Linked DNA regions of Pan troglodytes: region 1 is linked to region 2. Evidence: chromatin contacts called from public HiChIP or PLAC-seq data. All regions are on one chromosome and are shown on one strand. The core of a region is the stretch at or near the end of the contact, and the rest is flanking DNA. Distances in the headings are between cores, read along the strand shown. Region 1 holds the start of KIF15 (kinesin family member 15). Region 2 holds the start of ZNF197 (zinc finger protein 197).

The links. HiChIP or PLAC-seq counts read pairs in DNA pulled down with a chosen protein or histone mark.
Region 1: a contact with region 2 is called in an H3K4me3 HiChIP or PLAC-seq map of stem cell-derived excitatory neurons, with 2.1 times the contacts expected there. The contact joins the promoter of KIF15 here to the promoter of ZNF197 in region 2. A contact is called at or near these places in 1 of 7 Hi-C or Micro-C datasets (stem cell-derived neural progenitor cells) and 1 of 1 datasets of contacts at active chromatin or transcription factors (stem cell-derived excitatory neurons).

What each region holds. Positions count from the first base shown.
Region 1 is chr2:48,763,507-48,766,206 of NHGRI_mPanTro3-v2.0_pri, forward strand. It overlaps KIF15 (kinesin family member 15), which reads left to right and starts at 1,441. Exons shown (of 36, transcript XR_678921.5): 1 at 1,441-1,649. KIAA1143 reads right to left here and starts at 1,440. Exons shown (of 3, transcript NM_001242591.4): 1 at 1,267-1,440. The coding sequence starts at 1,374.
Region 2 is chr2:48,621,956-48,624,655 of NHGRI_mPanTro3-v2.0_pri, forward strand. ZNF197 (zinc finger protein 197) reads left to right here and starts at 1,284. Exons shown (of 6, transcript XM_016940868.4): 1 at 1,284-1,421.

The DNA.
Region 1 (2,700 bases), core at 191-2,690, 140 kb after region 2:
TTTCTCTGTATCAGCAATGTAGCTGTTTTGCTTTCTTGTCATTCATGTGTTCAATACTGATCCCTCCGGCCCTAGACAACAATAGTCAGGTGTGGCTCTTTCCCGAAGCTCCTCTTCTTCTATTTAGACCCAGGATATTTACGGCTTCTGCCTACTCTTATTTTTTTTTTTTTTTTTTTGAGACGGAGTCTCGCTCTGTCACCCAGTCTGGAGTGCAGCGGCGCGATCTCGGCTCACTGCAAGCTCCTCCTCCTGGGTTCACGCCATTCTCCTGCCTCAGCCTCCCGAGTAGTTGGGACTACAGGCGCCCGCCACCACGCCCGGCTAATTTTTTGTATTTTTAGTAGAGACGCGGTTTCACCGTTTTAGCCAGGATGGTCTCGATCTCCTGACCTCGTGATCTGCCGCCTCAGCCTCCCAGAGCGCTGGGATTACAGGCGTGAGCCACCAGGCCCGGCTTTTTTTTTTTTTTTTTGAGACGGAGTCTCGCTCTGTTGCCCAGGGTGGAGTGCAGCTGCGCCATCTCAGCTCACTGCAACGTCCACCTCCCGGGTTCGAGCGATTCTGTCTCAGCCTCCGGAGTAGCTGGGACTACAGGCATGTGCCACCATGCCCGGCTAATTTTTGTATTTTTAGCAGAGACGGGGGGTTTCACCATATTGGCTATTGGCTCTGCTGGTCTCGAACTCCTGACCTCAGGTGATCCGCCCACCTAGGCCTCCCAAAGTGCTGGGATTACAGGCGTGAGCCACTGTGCCCGACCTTCTCTATATTATTTTTATTTATTTTTAATTAACAAAGCATAGAAACAGATTCAGGACATTCCTCCGAAGACGTTCCAGACTCGAGTCCTAGGACATGGTTGGGGCGGGGGTCATTTGATCGAGTGGCCTTTGTCCTTATCTGGAATACGGGACGACGCTGTAACTCTAACTCACCCTGCGAACTCACAGCTTTTGAGGTAAACAAGTGAGAAAGAAGAGACAATAAAGTGATCTTTCTTTACCATCTACCAAGGACCAGGCGGTTTACACGTCAGGTCATTTTCAGGAACACAGCAGCGCTCTGAAAACTACAGAGCTTCCTGGGCGTAGGGGGCTGTAGTCGCTTGAAAAGAACCAGCCTGGGGGTCCGAGTTCCACCGGAATTGGGTTCGAGCGCGGGTGAAAAGAGGGACCCGACAGCACCCACCCTCCAAGTAGAGGCAAAAGTTGAAAGCGGCGGGCTGGCTGCACTTCCGAAGAAACACGACTGGCGAAGGCTCACCTTAGTCTCTACGGTGGGTCCCTCCCTGTAGCCGACCCGTTCCTTGAAGCGGGCCAGAAACGCCGGCTCGGCTGGCCGCACGTACGATACCTGGTTCCGCTTGCTCATGGTAGCTCTGGGTAAAGACAGGTTCCGCGACGGATTCGCGACGATACAGAGGCGCTTAGCTGTGACGTCACTGGGCCACGCCCCCGATGCGTAGGCCGGGCAACATGGCGGCCTCCATGCGGGCGTCAACGTCCGATCCAAGCGCCAAATTCAAATTCGCGGCCATCTTGAGCGGGCGGAATTCAGTCGCGCGCGGTGCAGTCGGGAGGTGGAGGCACCGGCTGCATTGTTTTCGGGATCGAGGGGTGAGGGCGCTATGGCACCCGGCTGCAAAAGTAAGTCTGGGCCCCCGGCTTCGTTACCCTATTTTTGCCCCCAAATACAGCTGTGAAAGGATGGCAGCCTCGGACCGCCCGCAAGGTTCTTGCTAGGCATGAACTGCAGGAGCTGAGTGACCGGCGGGGACGTTTGGGAATCCCGCTCTGTCGCTCAAAGACAATACGCTAGCCGAAAAGCTCATCCCTTCCTTCCGTGTCCTGTGCGCATGCCAGGAGTCTGGCGCAGTTCTAGGCGCTCGGGATGAGCAGTGGACCTGACGTTCTTCCCTTTCTTTCCCTTGGTTCTGCTGTTTTTTCGCAGGCCTCTTCCCACATCCCGACCAGGGCTACCTCTCTAGGTATCCTTGTCTCAGGATCGGCTTTTGCTCCCACCAGCTTCTGCGTATTTCTACATTTCTGACCTTCCTATAGGGAAGGGTTTATTTATATTCCAAAAATTTCTTTCTCCTCTTTCCTTAAATAAATGGAATGTTAAAACACAGATGTCAGCAATGTCTTTATGTTCTCACAGTCTCTATTTTCACTTAAAGGAGACCCGTCCGATTTCTTTCTCTTTTTCACGGAGGAGAGCACTGTCATTTTGCTTATGATAAACCCTACAGTTTTCACTAACGTAGTCATTTGCTGTGCATGTGTACGTGCTCCACTTCTCACATTGCCACATCTCTTAAGGAGTCTTATTTTTGTAAACCTGATTATGAGCTGATTTAATGGGATCTTTGTGAGTGGTCTGAATGGTAATGAGGAGAGGCCTGGATTAGATGATTAAGAATTTGTGAACTTCTGTCATTTGAGCTTTCCAACGCCGTTAATGTTTATAGCTTTCTGTGAATTGTAGTTGTTTTTGATGGGTTTGTTGTTTCATTAATCTTTTAGGTCGATCACACCTTTATCGGAACACCTCCTTATGCTACCTTTTTGCATATAAAATATTCCTTTTCCTTTCATCATTTTCAGTATTCAAGGACTATGAGCTCACAAAATGGTACCTTATTGGAGAGAAATGTTCATCCTGCTTTCTAAACAATCATACTGTTTGTTCTTTGTT
Region 2 (2,700 bases), core at 34-2,533:
TTTTCTGTTTATCCCACTAGAAATGTAAGCTCCATGAGAACAGAGACTTTACCTCTTTATTTATGTCCCTAGTGCCCAGAACAGTATTTGGCATATGACAAGTACTCAGTAGTTGAATAAATGAATGAATCAAGGCTGAAGTTTAAGTATGTTGTTTAATGAATGCCAGGAGAGAACATAAAGAAATAAACAGAATAAGCCTGGCACGGTGGCTCACGCCTGTGATTCCAACACTTTAGAAGGCCAAGGTGGGGGTGGATCACCTGAGGTCAGGAGTTCAAGACCAGCCCGGCCAACATTGTGAAACCCCGTCTCTACTAAAAATAAAAAAAAAAAAAAAAAAAAAAAAAAATAGCCAGGCATGGTGGCACGTGCCTGTAATCCCAGCTGCTCAGGAGGCTGAGGCAGAAGAATCGCTTGAACCCGGGAGGTGGAGATTGCAGTGAGCCAAGATTGCGCCACTGCACTCCAGCCTGGGCAACAAGAGCAAAACTCCATCTCAAAAAAAAAAAAAAAGACATAAACAGAATAACATGAACCTTGCTCATTGAATAAACATTCATCTACAACCTATATGGCTTCAGCTTTGTACTAGGTGCTAAATACATGGGATCCATGCAGACATGGCCTTTACCCTTTTGGAGACTTGTTTCAGCCATAGTCCCATATAGGGGTGTCAATTCCAGAAGTCCAAACTTAAGAGACTGAAGACCAAAGAGAGGATCAGAGTTCCAGTTTCCTTTATATACACCTGACTTTACCCAGGGCGATGGACAGCTAGAATAACCTCTTCTTTCAGGGGAGAGATGTCCCTACCATTTGCACATTACCTTGCACCTTCAACTTGATTATTATTTAATATCATAGCTCCAATATGTCATCATGTGGGCAAGAGATACACCACAGTAAGCGAATTCACAAGAGGGTGATTTATAAGTCATGTTATTATTTATAGTGAGAATTGCATAAGTTCAAGAAGAGACCAGAAAAGTCACCTACCAGGTCATTCAGACGTGAAGGTTACTCCCTATCAACCTCAATTGAAATGCATATCAAAACAGAAATGTCCAACTCTCTTAGGAGGCAACAGGCATCCTGAGACCCTGGGTCCTGTCTTTCATCTCCGCACCCTTCCGGTCTGAAACAGCGGCCAGTTCGTGTTCGATGTAAGGAACACTAGTACCCAAGGGCTCAGGAGTTCCGCCTCTCTTCCCCAGTTCTGGGAAAAGAAACGAACCATAGAGATGTGGCTTCCTAGAGATCCGGGATGAGGGGCGGGGTGCAACCGGAAGTCGAAGTATTCTCGGCTCGGCCATTATTCTGTGCCTCGGCTGCCGCAAGGGCTCGTTCCTGTGTCATCTCCTAGCGGCCTGGCGCCGAGGCGGCGGTACCCAAGGCTGGAGCCGCAGCGGGAGCCCCCGGTGAGCGGGGTGGGCTCGGGGGCGGGTGGGCGTGCAGGGAAGGCGGCCCGGGACGCGGGCCTGAGCTTGCTGGGACTGCACAGCCCTCGGTAGCCTCTCCCGGGCCCTGACCCCCGGCATGGTCCGTCGCCAGCTTCGTGTTGGGGTTCGACGTCGTGGCCTCGGCTGGGCAGGCAGCCGGCCCGGGGGAGGTACTGAGGCAGCTCCGAGTCTGTGTGTGTTTGTGGACCGGTGCTCCCGTCTAACGGACTCCGCTGGCGCTTTGAGAAGAGCTGCCTCAGTAGCCTGCTCCCCCAGCTCAGGCCTTTCTGCTCTTCCTCAGTCTTGTCTGAGGCTAATCCACAGAAACATTCTGAGGTTTCCCTATTACCGGTGGCGCCCAGACTCTTGAGGACGGATTTTTTTGTTTGTTTGTTTTAAGGGGTGGAACGATTTTAGCTTTTTTAGTCTTTTAGTTTTGTAATATAATGGTATTTAAAAATCAAACTTGAAAAACTCAAACTTGAAACCACCCATACCAACATTACTTCAGGCAATACATTTTAACACAAAGTACTAAGACCGTAAACTCAGAATAAATGCTGGCCTTTGTGCGCGCGCGCGCGTACACACACACACACACACACACACACACACTCATTGCCAACCTGTCAGCGACGATTGTTACTGGTTTTCTCTTTTTGCAGCTTACCAGATTAAAGCTTTGTCGTGGACTGGTGTTTGGAAACTGTTGTTTTAGAACAGTTTGGGTTGTTTGGGTTTCATAAGTTTCTTCGTAGATGGAATTGTTTTGGACTTCTGGAATTAGAATCCCTGAATTCAGAATTTGCTCCCATGTCTCAGTTAGCTAAGTGGCCTTGAGTGGATTCGCTCCTCTGATCCTTTTGTTCTTTTTAACTTCTGCTTTGAAAACCTTTTGTGAGAAGCTAATAAAATGTATGTTTAAGAATTTGTTATTTTTATGTTATTTGAAAATTATTCAAAATTCTTTTTAAAAATTCCTTTCCATCACCCCCAGATCAGTTACCAAGGACTGCCAAGTTTTTCTCAATTGCCTTATCCCTACTTCGTTTAGAACTTAAGTCATGTGTTTAGACTATTAGAAAAACCTAACTGACCTTTCTTGATATCCAGCCCTCCCACCCCCACCATTTCTCACTAATAGAGTCCTGACACCACTTAAGACTCTCTTCATGCTCAGAGTGAAAAAGGTCTTTCTAATTGTGGTACAGTACCCAGAAGTCGTAAAAGATTGACTGCATGGCAAAAAACACTTTAA